Linked DNA regions of Danio rerio: region 2 is linked to region 1. The links are chromatin contacts, called in public Hi-C maps. All regions are on one chromosome and are shown on one strand. Each heading gives the region's core, a stretch centred on a gene start, on an enhancer-like site or on the middle of the called end of the contact. The rest is flanking DNA. Distances are from core to core; before and after follow the strand shown. Region 1 overlaps csnk1g1 (casein kinase 1, gamma 1). Region 2 overlaps csnk1g1 (casein kinase 1, gamma 1).

Region 1 (7,537 bases), core at 3,440-5,939:
CTTTACATTCTGTAGCTTATTGTGACCAAACATTACTGTCTTTTCAAAATAAATGATAAAAAAGCAAGTATTGCGGATTTGATTATTATTCTTATACAGAAACGTGAGCCCAAAACTAAAGTACATGACAAACCATATTAGGTACCTCTGTGTACCATTACAATCCAAACTGATAGATAAACAAATATTATATATCGCTTCATTCATTCATTATTAATTTTATTTTTTTCAGTTTCTATTTACAAATGCACTGAAATGATTAATCTGGCTCAAATTTGGAAACTCTGTATGCAATTGGCCAGAAATGTTTTGTTATAATAGATTATTAGCAGTTTCAAACTTATAATACTTGGCGTAAGCCATTTAAATGAATGGGTTTCATAGCGCAATGCTTTCAGAGTCTGGTGTAAAAGCCTGAAAGGAGAAAGAGTGAAACTAGCTGGGTAAAGTTGGATCAGCTGTTCGTAAGTTCTTAAACTGGAATGTAAAGTTCACACTAGGGGCTTACTAATTACAAGCTAGTTTGTAACTAAATTTGTTCTAACTTCGGTTGCACCACATGTTCTTAAGGCAAATCGTAGTTAGATCATAAGCTCTCTGTAAAGTCATGCGTAGTCGCATTGACTGATGTAATATCCAATAAAAAAGCATTTTAATCCTTAAACTGCTTTAAAATTCTGCAACTAATGCGTTTATACAAAACTGACCTATGAAAATTAAATAATAAATTACATATTTATAGCACATTAAATGAGTCACTAATAACAGAGGATGCAGATCATCTGCAGCTAGGCTACATTTTAACATAGGCACTGCTCGTACAACCAGCCCCTGAACACTACTGGACAGTGTGGAACAGCCAGTGTTGAGTGTAATTAGTTACAAAGTAACTGGTTGCTGTAATTAGATTACTTTTCAGAAGAAAAAGTAACCGATTACATTTATTTTTAGGTAATTTATTACAGCTGCATATGACGTACAGAGATGCATTTTAGAGATGTAGAATAATTAATTGTATTTTTAGCTAAAGAATGTTTAAATAATCCAAGTAAGCCTACTTTTTGTCCTATAGTAGAAAAATTAAATATTGCAATTAAAATCATAACAAAACATTGTGGAGCCCTACAATAAAAAAAAATGGTTCATTGGATTTACCTAATTTTCTTGAGGCAAGTGGTTGCAAGCACTTATACATGGGCTAAACCTAAATTAAATTAAGTAATGTTCAACCTAATTTGTATAAATTCATATAAATTGTTTGCAACCAGGGATGGGTTTTGTTAAGGTTTTAGCGTTATAACTACTTTTATCGATACCACTTATCGGTTCGTTACTTTTACGGTTCTCTTATCGGTACTTTTTGTAAATGAAAAAAATTATAACAATTGAACAAAATGAACAACTTCATTTTAAGCTTTTAATGTAAAATAAAACGAAACCAACAATTGCGAAACAAATAAATATTTTGTTTCCTGTAAAACAATGTACAATGATTTAAAGGAAAATGACTCAGTTTTTAACCGTTCTTCTGGAGAAAAATCAACATGCTTGACTTTTCTGGCAGAAGTCTAGATCTTTCTTGGTTTATTGTGCTCCCTGCAGTTGAAAATACTCTCTTTGAGTTGCAAAATGCAGTTAAATAACCAGATTATGTTTAGCATTTTTCATTAACACCTTCACGTAAATGAGTAAACAGTGTTTTTGGGATTTAACTGTGTTTTTAATACAGTTGTCGCATCTTGCAATTGAAAAAATAAGCAGTTTTTTTAATAAGCATAGTTTATTATTAGGCTATTCATAGGCTATGTTTGTAAATACAGCTGATGTAAAAGCATTTTTTTAATGTTGATGATTTATTTAGGCTTCTGCAAAAAAATACTTTTTCATTGCAACCGAATGTGTGTGTGTGTGGGTGTCCGTTTATTAAACTATTAATACTAATACTATACTAATTTATGTGATTGACTGTTGACATAACGCTGTGAATGATGTAAAGTTTCAGTTGGTAGCTAGGCAGTCAAAACTTTGCATTGCAGTTAATGCACTTTTTAAAGATACTCCCACTTAGCCAGATTGCTTGCATTTCTGCTTATACAAGAAAACAACTTGTTAAGTTTGTTGCAACGAACTCAGCTGTTCACTCGAGAAATACAACCCGTTTGGTTGTCTCTGCAAGCTTACGAGCTGTGTGAGCGCGAGTCTGTGTCGCGAGCTATGTGTGTGCGCTAGGAGCGAGCCTCCACTGAGTCTGCTGTGACTGCTTTTATACTTGACGCTCTTGCCGGAAACGCAAGCATTTCTCATGTGAGAAAACCAACTGGGCAGACGAATAGAATATATCGCAAATTAGAAAAGGTTGGTCAGTTAAATTATGCTACTGAAAGTAATGTTTAATCAGCAATAATTCTCCAGTACCGAGAGCAGAACTGTTAACGTCAGAGCTTGTCAATACTTCGGTCTTTTATAATGTAGCACCGATATCGATAAAGTACAGAGTTTCGGTACCCATCCCTATTTGCAACTATTTACCTTAAGAAAATGTAGCAAATTCAATGAATAATTTTTTTCAGTGCACTTTGAACACTATCCCAGATAAATTACACAACAATTATCAAAACCGCAGGCTAAGATCTAGCTAGTGGGCTAGCCGATGTTCAAGTCTGCTTTGAAGCATAATATTTCATATCTGAAGCAGATATACATGTGTCTGCAAACGAGCGCATCTTCTGAGGGTGATGTGGGTAGTTTTAGGCAGAGCCCACACTGCTCATTGTGTGGTGGTGTAACACCCCTGAGAATAGAGCACACTGTTGGCCTGCCGGTGACTCATCTTGTGTTCAGTCTGCACATAACACATATTCAGCTGTTAGCTTCTATCCATCTCTGCTGATTAACACTTTCGCAAGCTTTCCATCGGCACTCCACTGCTAAATGCCGCTCGAACATGTGAGTGGGAAATCAAAGAGTGGGAGGAAACTGATAGTAATACATATAGAAAGGCAATCTCTTGAAAAATGTTATAGGACATGGGTCTACATCTTTTGGATGGTCATGAGGCCATAAGGATGTAAGGGATCAATATTTAAAGATTTCCACTTGTTTACAGAGGCTGTCGTCCTCGAAGCATGTTGTTTTTTACATTCACATTACATTTAGTAATTTAGCAGATGCTTTTGTCCAAAGCATGGAGGCATTAGGGAATCAACAAAGGAGGCAATACACACAAGTGCTGAACAAAAGAACTGTTTGTGCTCAGAGAATTAGGTGCTAGATTTAGGGTGACTAGTGCAAGTGTCAGAGATGAAAGAGTGTGTTTTCTACAGGTGGTTTGTCAAGCCCACTCACCAGTGTAAGGCACACTCACTTTATTGAATATATATATACTGTTGCAAGGCTGTTTATACAGTTCAAACAAGTAAAAATTAATATTTTCAGTGTGTACTGAAAAATAGTGTTCAATAATAACTGCTAATGTAAAATAACGTAATTAACAACAAATTAAATAGAATAATTTATCATTAGCATAAATAATAATTTGTATTAAATATAATATTTAATTGTTAAAATTTGAAAAATACATTAGGATAATACAAGATTCAACAATATAACAAAAATTGGCATATAAGAAACAAAATTTAAAAAAGTATTAAAATAATCTATTTCTATATTATAAAACAACTATGAAAAATTAAATGGCAAAAATTAAATATTGCACAATGATTAAAATGAACAAATAAATTACAAATTATTTTTAAATTAAAATAATATTTTAGGTCCATTTACAATATTAATTTTAACAAAATACTTCAGATTTTTATATAAGAATTTCTATAAGTGGCTTTTACATTTTATAAGTATGTGTGTCCTCACATATTCGGGGGTCTATATCTTAATGATTGAAAACCCCAGCTTAACATACTTTAGCATCAGTGGCAAGAGCTTGAAACACATATATTTCATAAAATAAAAAAATAAATAGAAAAAAAATAACAATAAATAAATTAAGTAAATTAAGATAAAAAATAATAAAAAATAATAAATAAATAAAAATAAATAAAATAATAAATAAAATGTAAAAAATAATAATAATAAATAAAAAAAGAATAAAAATAAAGTACAATTTTAATAAAATAAAAAATAAATAATAAAATAAAGGAAAAAATAAATAAAATGCAAAAATAAAAAACAGTAAAAAGAAACAATAATAAAGTAAAAACTTAAATAAAATAAATGATAAAATAAGCAAAACAAAAATAAAATAAATAATAAATAAAATAAAAAAAATTAAAAATAAAATAAAAATTTATGAAATAAAATAAAAAAACAAAGCACAAAAAATAAAACAAAACAATAAATAAAAATAAATAAAATAAATAAATAAGTGCAATAAAAGTAAAACTAAATAACACAAATAAAATAAATAAATAAAATAAATGAAATAATCATAAATATATATATATATATATATATATATATATATATATATATATATATATATATATATATATATATACAATAAAAAGATTCTATGGAGGGCAACAGAGCAGTGTATTTCTCCCAGTCAGTCCCACTCTGGTGTCATCAGTGCTGCCACAAAACGCCATCTGCCAGCAGCCCGTCTCAGAGCAGGGCCACCAACACCCACTCGAACATGGATGTCTGACTGGAGAGGAGAAACCATGTGACTCCTCTGCTGCCTCCAGTTCACACATCCCAGCCTGCAGTGACGCAGCTCACTTCTGCCACGCTGCACACTCAAACAAACCCCAGACCGACCAAACACAAAGCCTAAGAGAGTCCAGTGAGCTGGATTTATCATGCCTGAGCTGAGCTGAACTGTTCAGTAGCCAAGCCATTCCCAGCCAAACTCCCAGATTCGAGTCCCAATGCCAAGGCTATCCTGAGGAGTATCAGAGTTCAGCATGCTATGGCTACACATTAACCACCGACAAAAGAGAACCGGACTTTCTAGAGGAAGAGGCAAGAGTTTGACCTTCGTTTGCGTGGGTTCCACCAGCGCGATGGGAAATTTTGATATGCACTAGAGAAGTTGTTAAATATTAATGGGTTATAAGAAAGTGTTTTCTACAGAACACGAGAGTAAGGTTCATCTTTATTAATGATAGCGTTTGAGGAGGAAAGAACCATGGTATTAGCACTCTTTGTTTTGACAGCATGTTGGTATGGATTTATGGGAAACGTTTGTTATTAATTGTATCGGTGTTGTCTTTTTTTGTAATATACTTCAAATGTAACCAATTATTTCACAAAACTATAAACGATTAAAATTGTAAAATTGTACTCGCAAGAAACGGTTAGAAAAAAGAAACTCCAGGCTGCAAGGATATTAAAAAAATAATACCAAATTTTTAAAAAAAAAGGGCAGCATGGTGGCTCAGTGGTTAGCAATGTCGTCTCACATCAAGAAGGTCACTGGTTCAAGTCCTGGCTGGTTCAGTTGGCATTTTTGTGTAGAGTTTGCATGTTCTCCCCATGTTGGTGTGTGTTTTCCTCTGGATGCTCCGGTTTCCCCCGGCATGCGCTATAGGTGAATTCGGTAAAACAAAATTGGCTGTAGTGAATGAGTGCATGTCAGAGTAAGATAAAGAAAAAAAACGGGATTTTCTACAAATGAAGCATGAACACACACACTGATTTGCATCTTATAAGCACAACCAAGCCTTAAAAATAGACTGTGGACCACAACTTTAAATATATATACTGTTGTAAAGCTGTTTATGTTCAGTAGATTATACAAGTAGAAATTTATATTTTAAGTGTGTACAGGAAAATAATGTCAATAATTTTTATGTAAAAAATTTAAAATTAAAAATAAAATAATTCATCAATAACATAATTAATCGTTTGTATTTTACATTTGTAAAAATAATTATTCATGAGTCATACTCTAAAAAAATTCATAAAAAATAAATTAGAATAATACAATAAAAAGATAAAAACAAATTGGTACATAAGAAACAAAATTTTTAAAGGATTAAAATAATATATTTCTAAATATGAAAAAAATCCATCTAAAATGGCAATGACATCAAAATGGCAATAATACAAAATGATTAAAATGAACAAATGAAATACAAATTGATTAAAAATAAATAAAATAATATTTACGTTCATTTATAATATTAATTGACAAAATATATGTGATTTTTATATAAGAATCTATAAGTGGCTTTTACATTTTATAAGTGTGTGGGTCCCTCACATACTTAAAACCCCAGCTTAACATATTGATTTAGTATCAGTGGCAAGAGCCAGAGCTTGAAACACAACATATATATTTATTAAACCAGAATAGTGTACTGCATAAAATAAAAAATAAAATAAATAATAGAACAAATAATAGAAAATAAAATAAAAAAACTAAACTAAAAGTGTGGAGTTTGCATTTTCTCCCCATGTCCGCATGGATTTTCCTCTGGGTGCTCCGTTTTCTCCCACAGTTAAAAGACAAGTGGGGTGAGTGAATTTCGGTAAAACTAAATTGGCCATAGTGAATGAGTGCAAGTAAGTGTGTATGGGTGTTTCCCAGTAGTGGATTGCAGCTGAATGGGCATTCCACTGTATGAAGCATGTTGAAATAGTTGGTGGTTCATTCCGCTGTGGTGACCCCTGATAAATATGGAGAAAAAAAATTCTTCCAAAGGAAAATGTATGAATGTATGAAAATGTATGAAATTTATGAATAAATGAATAAATGAAGTAAATCAGATTTTTACGATTTTTGCTATTCTGCGATCGCTGAATCCAATGCAAAATCAACAAAAATCAAACATTTTTGCGATCCTGCAAAATTCTTAATTTAAACGCAAAATAGCAAAAAATTAAATAATCTCATAAAACATCTAATTCCAATCCATATAATTAAATATATTTTTTTCAGTTTGCAATTAATTGTTGTACGTGACTTATACACACTGTATATGGAGCGCATTTGAGTGTCTCTTGAAAAATTCTCTCTCACCTGCGCCCTCACATAACTTTACATAGAGGGGGGATTGCTTTGCAGCCTGTGCAGTGAACAAACACAGATGAAGTGCGAATGATTTACGTGAAGTCAATGCAAAGATTGGATTAGTCATCCTGTGGCGTGAATTGGGAGTTTTATTTGTTATCTGTATTGTGCTTTTACAATATAGATTGTGTCAAAGCAGCTTCACATAAAAGGGCATAGTAAATTGGAACAGTGTACTTCAGTTTTTTTTGTATTTCCCCCTATATATATATATATATATATATATATATATATATATATATATATATATATATATATATATATATATATATATATATATATATATATATATATATATATATATATATATAAGGGGAGTCAAAATTAATTGTTTCTTCGTTTATAATCATAACCGGTTATTATGTAATGATGTCATTTATCTCATATGCGCTATGTCGCCATAGCTTACAATGGCGAGGGAGGCAAGCATGAGTATTTACAACGCTCCAACTACTTAAAAACTCAGAAACTATGCTCAATTTCACTGTGTGTGTGTGTTTGCTG
Region 2 (7,537 bases), core at 3,275-5,774, 54 kb after region 1:
AGTATGAATGAAAAGTTAATGAATGAAATGGCAGAGCTGGCCTGTTATTTGTGAATTTTTATCCGAAGTTGTCTCCCAAATCACATATGGTGCAATGACAAACATAAACTAGGGCTGCACGATACAGAAAAAAATCTAATATTGCAATATTTTTTTTAAATTCTGAGAATCAGAATCAAATTAGCCCTCCTTTGATTTTTTTTTCTTTTTTAAATATTTCCTAAATGATGTTTAACAAAGCAAGGAAATGTTCACAGTATGTCTGATAATATTTTTTCTTCTAGAGAAAGTCTTATTTGTTTTATTTCCGCTAGAATAAAAGCAGTTTTTATTTTTTTAAAGAAATTTTAAGGTTAATATTATTAGCCCCTTTAAGGTATATCTTTTTTTTGATAGTCTACAGAGCAAACCAACATGATACAATAACTTGCCTAATTACCCTAACCTGCCAAGTTAACCTAATTAACCTAGTTAAGTCTTTAAATGTCACTTTAAGCTGTATAGAAGTGTCTTGATAAATATCTAGTCAAATATTATTCACTGTCATCATGGAGAAGATAAAATAAACCAGTTATTGGAAATAAGTTATTAAAACTTTTATGTTTAGAAATGTGTTGAAGAAAATCCTCTCTCCGTTAAACAGAGATTGGAAAAACAAAAATAAACAGGGGGCGAATAATTCTGACTTCAACTGTATATTGCAATATAAATAATGATAACAATGCTGTTTTCTGATCTAATCAGTAGGCATCAAAACTCACACTCAAGCAACCGTTTATGGTGACTGTCTTGTTCCAAAGTGTATGACCTCTTTTGGTAAATCTGTGTTCTCGGTTAAGAGAACCTAATTGTGGAATGATTGACCTGTTAGTCTAAAATTAAATGTTTTTAGTAGTGTTCTTAAAAAGTGGTTAAAAGCAAAACAGCAGTGTTAACACAAATAGTTTACTTTTACCATTTGATATGCTATTTATACTATATACTATTACTGTTTGTTTGATCATGCCGCCTTTGCTTTTGCCTTATAGTAATTTTATGTAAGGAATCAAAATGTTGTTTTATGTCAAGCCTTCTGTGTACAGGTGTTGAGCATAAGCAACTCTTCCCTAACCTTAACTTGAAGCAAATGCATTTGGTTGTCCAGTGTAATTGTGATGTCCATGTCAAAATAAATAAATAACAAAATACAATCTCAAATAAAAAGTAAAAAGTAAGTAAAATCTTACACAAACCTCGACTTTTCCAGACATCGGTATACCTTGAAAACGATTATCGTCCCATGCTTAGTTGAATCATGATTTGGAAAGAAACTATCAATTTAGATTGATTGGGATGATTCTAGGAGCGCATAAAATATTAACAATCTAAAATCAAAAGTGAATTTCAATAAAGAAAAATATTCAAATGAAATAAACAGCGTTTTATTGTTTTCCAAGGAGTTAAACTGTATTTGGGTGTACAGTAATTGAACAAAAAAAAAAAAAACGTAAATAATACTGTGTCTTGGTTTTAAAACATTTCAATAAAATGAATCATTATTAATTGTTCAAACTTACAATTTCTTATGCCTGAATGCTTTTAAATGGATTTTTACAGCATTTCTCCCCAGTAGTAAAATAGCGGCTCGAGTGCTGTGTCTTCTTCAGTGTCAATGAAAGACTTTCCAGCAAACTCACAAGCAGTTGAATTGTGCACCTTTTTAGGAGTAGGAGCATTTTATTTTACTCTCCCTCGCCTCCTTCGCCAGACATTGCGCATAGGAGATAAATGATGATAGTTCGTAATAACCAGTTATGATCTATAACTTATTACTATTACTACTAATAAAATTAATCATTATTAATTTTTCAACTTACATTTTCTCATGCCTGAATGCTTATAAAATCCTCATACAGTCACAGGTCCCAAAAACCACTTCAGGCTCAACATTGCCTATACTAACGATGTGACTATTGCGAATGATCACATTGCGATATCGATGCTGAAGGGATATTTTATGCAGCTCTAAAGACTGGTTTATACTTCAGCGTAGAGTTATCAGCGTAACCCATGGCGCCTGCCTTGAGCGTAGTCATGCATTTGTACTTTTGCATGCATTTTATGTTGCTATGCAATAACACTTCAGAAACGCCAGCTGGCAGTAGGTTATGTTCCTCTTTATTGAGTTTATTCGCTGGTGTTTTGTTTATTCTAAACGCTACCTTAATGTACAAGTAGCTAAAACTCATTCATTAGGATGTGGGAACCTGTGGACGTGCAACAACTTTAATCATAAAGTAAACACAAAACAACAGTTTCCATCTGGAGCTATTTCACCAGACTCTACACTTGTAAACACTCGCTCCATCGAGCTCGCGGTTTTCTGCCCCACTAACGCTAGTCACAGTTACCAAGTCGACCAATCACAGAGCTGTCAACCAATCACGACCAAACTAAGCATCATTGCGATGTGTAGTAGGGGTTAGGGTTGGGCCGATAGACGATGCCATCGTCCATCGCCGATGGCCGACAGACACCACGATGCTGAGCCGGCATCGCAATCCTCTGCCCCGTCCCCATTGCAAATTAAATGGCATTTTAAAATGAAAACGATCCACATTCACTCTGGCGTTTCATCTAGCATTTCATAGCCTTCCACAGTGGCGCTGGAAACGCACATCACGTGACCACACACACACATGCACAAACACACGCACATTGTCATGCGCTCGAGACAGTGGGTCCAGGCAGTCAACGGGTTAGCAGACTGGTTCAATCTTTCGCTTTCACGCTTGTACTTAGTAATTTTAGTGAAAAGAAAACCTCAAATACTGTTGGCAGGTTCCTGTTGGTTGTGCAGCTTTTTTACCAACCAAGTTTGTCGACGCCATTATAACGACACCGATCCCTCTGCCTATTCATGCCTATTCACAAGTCCCGCTGAGAAAGTGATTGACAGGTGGTTATTTGTGTGGAACTTATCTTTATTTATTTATGATTTTGTTATGGTTAAAATAAAGACCATGTGGGTCAGGTAAAACGGTATGCTGCAAATTATTAATTCACTGCCGCCTATGATGACGATGCCATCGTCAATCGCAATGTTTCATATTAGACATTGTACGATGCCAAACTGGTTGACATTGCCCAACCCTAGTAGGAGTGTGAATCTACACTGGTCTCACGGTTTGGTTACGATTATCATGCCATTGATTCGGTTTAATTCGTTATCACGGTGCATTGAGTATGCTTTCCAAACATGATTCGAATTTTTCTTCACAACACAAGATTTTTTTTTTATTAAACTCTATAAATATATTTATATTTATATATTATTTGTAACACATTATTGTACTTCAATACAACCAGTAAGATATATGAATTGTACCTTTAATTTGACCAGCTCAAAGAAAACACTCTATTTGAATATATCAAACAAAACTCCAATACGTGCACAGAAGACAGCATGAGCATTTATAGCAAATAAACTAATGTAAATACCATTCTGCTTGCTTTTTGAGTGCTGTCTTATGACTCGGCATTGTCTTCACCCGCTCAACAGAAAGGGCTGCTATTGGCTTTAAAAATGAAAGCGCTATTCACCGATGAGTGACGCGGGAAGAACAGTTGCGGTTTCGCACCTCAGGTACACTCGTGTCTGGATCCACAAGTATCGCTGTAACAACTGAGAGGATAGGAAAAGTTAACTCACAAACAGGCCAGCTGGTCAAATGTCCAAAGTGTGAAAGAAAGAAAGAAAGAAAGAAAGAGAAAGAGAAAGAGAGAGAGTTTTACAGCATTTCTTCCTAGTAGTGAAAACACAGCTCGAGTGCTGTGCCTTCTTCAGTGTCAATGAAAGACTGTCCAGCAAATTCACAAGCAGTTGAATTGAGCATGATTATCTACCTTTTAAGTCGTAGGAGCGTTTTATTTAGTTGCCCTCGCCTCCTTCGCCATAGTATTCAACTGCGACATTGCGCATAGGAGATAAATGACGTCAGTACCTAATAACCGTTTATGATCTATTACTGAACCCATATCGTATTGACCCTATCTGCATCAAGGTGCACCGAAGAAACAATTAATTTTGACACCCCAAACGTGTAGTAACATTTTTTAAGAGTTGCATGTCAGCCACAGTGAGGGCTATGTGAGAATTAAATAAAGATTCGTCACAAATAGAATGAAACTATTGACTACTGTTCTACAAAGTAACCACATTTTAATTACCAAAACATAGCAAAATATAAAAAAAAACGAATTATTTTTTCAGTGTTTTGTGCATGGTCGAAAATTGCTGGTGCATCTCTACTAGCTTTATCATTTGCAATCCAGTAGGGACTATCCAGCAAAGCCACTGCTTTTTATCATAATGTGTGTATGCAGGCAGACCACATGATGTTGTTGTTTTTCTAAACGTGCACATGCAGGCCTGTTCACGGATGACAGATATGGGTCACTTACAAACTTAAAAATCAACAAAGGCTTGAGAGAAACAAGAAAAATCCCCAAACGGGAGCGTGACACAAAATTGCTGCTCGCATACGCAATCAAGCACAACCAAGGGCAGCACAAAAGCAAACACATAAACACAAAACCACAGGACCTACAGAAGCCACAGTCTCAAGATTTAAAAAGTCCCATTAGAAGAATAAAAGATATTTATTTTGATGTTTAGCCCCATATTCAAACTGAGTGACCTATATTTTCTCATATAAACTCCATTGTTCTTCATATGGCCGCACGATATTGAAAAAGAATGACATTGAGATGTTTTGATGTAGACAAATTGTTGGTACCCTTCAATTGTGTCCTAGCCATTTCCATTAGTTTGCCTTTTTAATGCTTCTGTTGAACCACAATTCGAAAGCAAAATCTGATTTTAGCTTATAGTTGGTTATTTCTAATTATTAATGACTTTTTTTCAGTTTAAAGGTTTTTTTTTTTTTAGAACCCCAAGTTGTTCACGATTTTTTTGGGTGATTTTTTGTGCGATAAAATTGACAAATTTTGTGGTGGTAATTCCGAGAAATTTGCAGACAATTTTGCAATTAAAAATATCTATAAAAAAAAAAAAATATATATATATATATATAAATCTTATTTCCCATATTAGGTAGCCTACTATGTTAGGTGTGTAATCTGAAAAAAACAGAAATGCGCGCACATCTAAAAAAATCTCGAAGGCAGGTGCTCGATCAAAAATAAACAGTAGCAAAAGATCAAAAGAAAATCGGCACTTTGCCACTTAAGCTCTCAAAAGTCTTTAATATCGTTCACAAGTTTAAACCTACATGGTCTTCATCAGGTAAAACAATACAAATTGGGAGTCCTCAAGAAATAGTGAAACAGCTCTACCCACGACTCCTTCAATCAATCACCACAATCAGCCAAACTCATCTCCGAGAGGTTTAAATTTGGATTTTGATTTAAATTTCTTTTTGTAAGTGTATTTATATCCGTCACCATGGCATACTTAATATATGTGTATTTATTTTTTCCCCTTGGCTCACTGACTTTGTGGTTGATTGATGCGATTATTTTTTGCAGGTGTGATGCGCTATATACTCCCTCCAAGGATGTAAAATTTGGATCTGTATTTTAAATCTCTTTTGTAATGGTATGTATGTATCTCATATTGTCATATGTATATTGCTTGTAAGTATAGTGGCTGTTAAATGGCTTGTTGGCTGATTGTGGTGATTAATTGCAGGAGTTATGTGTAGAGCTGTTTCACTATTTCTTGAGTACTCCAATTTGTATTGTTTTACCTAATGAGGACTATGTATGTAGGTCTAAACATTGGGAGCGATATTAAAGAGTTTTGAGAGCTAAAGTGGCAGTGGGCCGACTTTCTTTTGATCTTTTGCTAAGGTGTGCAATCTGACATTGACTGACACAAATAATAACAATAAAAAAAAAAAGCTTTTTTTTTAATTGTGGTCTCTTGTCAAGACAAGATCTAAAATGCTAGGGATTAAGCTAAAGGAAGGTGGCATAACTCTTTTTATCTACAAATCTCTCAGATTTCACTCCTGGAGCATCTGACATCATGTGCCATACACATAGGAAATGGGTTAGGGCTTCCCCTACCGCAATGTAACTAAAACACGGATTGTCATAAAACTCGTCGCAGGGAAGCATTTTCTCTAGTTAACAGCAGGGAATAGGGGTTTAACGATACATTTAGCTCACACAATGTGTATCACGATATAATGTTCACGATTCGATATGTATCACGATATTTGGAATAAAAATTGAAAATTAAACTGAAATGCAAACTTTATTTAAAAAAAAATTTAATTACCAAGTAAACTATTTTTTAATTATTTCTTTTGTTTCAACTTGTTAAACTGAACCTTCTTTAAGAAAATAAATTAAACAGCACTGTCTCTGGAAAATAAAACAATTTAAAAACTTCTTATAAAATATTATTGAAATTATTCAATTTAATTGAATTTAACAGTAAGAGCTTAAAGGGTCACGAAACACCAAAACACATTTTTTGAGCTGTTGACAGTCGTATATGTGTCCCACACTGCTATAAACACTATTAGGACACCTATATTTCACTAAAAAGTGTAAATTGGTTGTTTTTGCGTTATTTCAAGCAAATTCGTACTTTCGGTTTGAAACAAATTTTTGAAGCTGCGTCACGGTCATGACATAATAGCGTGTATTCCAGCGTGCAGACTGGACGTCTGTGCCAGAGTGAGTCTTATTACATCTTACAGTGTGATGCATTAATGCATGAGTAAGGCTTGGTTCAAACCAATCAGCGCGCTCTATTGTGCAACTTCATTAATATTCATTAGTGTCACAGTGTTTTCACGACAGAGACGCCACGTTGTGTTAGCAAAACAAGCGTGAAGTGTTGCTTTTAAAGTTTGCTCCAGTTAAGTTTTGTTTTAATTTTCCCTCTGTGAGAGCCCAGCTGGCGTCACGTGTGGATTTACAGTGTACGCGACGCTCGACAACAATAACTTACGTGTCTAAGGAGGTTTATTGTTTACCTGAGAGCTGTTCTCATCTCCAAACGCTGAGATCTGGATTCGCTTGTAGTATTCTCTTCATAAAGACTGGTGATTGTCCTGTCTCTACAGATTTGGTAAGTGAGTGACCAGTACTCTTTGTTTATTCAGTTTGCTCGTATCGAACTAAGTTAACTATTGCACCGAGTCACAGAGTGTAAACACGTTAGCATCACAACCAAACTTTAACCTCGTGTAGGGTTTTTACCGCATTTAGTGACCGGAATAACACACGCGGCTTTCTGACGCTACCTGCCGTGTGCATCTAAGTTTCCGGGAAATGCGGAGGTTTTTTTTCTCTCATTCGCCGTGCGGTATCAAACATTGCATGAAAAATACACGCTTAGAGCAGCTCCTCGAATCAAATATCTCGTTTGTCGCGAGGGGCATGAATGAATTCCCTGAATGAAAGAGCCAAACTGCAGTTAAAGTCCAACATTTAATAATTTGGCAAATAATTCGACTACAGATGTCCATGTAGGTTAAACACCATCACTTTCTCCTGTCTGTGTGGGTGTGTATTTTGA

The links. Hi-C and Micro-C count contacts between places; a contact is called where the count stands out from the background.
Region 2: a contact with region 1 is called in a Hi-C map of an unstated tissue, with 2.3 times the contacts expected there. The contact joins two enhancer-like sites. A contact is called at or near these places in 2 of 18 Hi-C or Micro-C datasets (hematopoietic stem cells and an unstated tissue) and 1 of 4 datasets of contacts at active chromatin or transcription factors (caudal fin).

Annotation. Positions count from the first base shown.
Region 1 is chr7:69,100,977-69,108,513 of GRCz12tu, forward strand. The region is part of intron 4 of csnk1g1 (casein kinase 1, gamma 1); the gene reads right to left. Among named protein-coding and RNA genes, the nearest start is that of rps17, 51 kb to the left of the region's middle. Within about 2 kb of position 4,690, at least 28 of the 62 cell types and tissues checked have an H3K27ac peak or open chromatin away from gene starts, as enhancers often do.
Region 2 is chr7:69,154,832-69,162,368 of GRCz12tu, forward strand. The region is part of intron 1 of csnk1g1 (casein kinase 1, gamma 1); the gene reads right to left. Among named protein-coding and RNA genes, the nearest start is that of csnk1g1, 14 kb to the right of the region's middle. Within about 2 kb of position 4,525, at least 4 of the 62 cell types and tissues checked have an H3K27ac peak or open chromatin away from gene starts, as enhancers often do.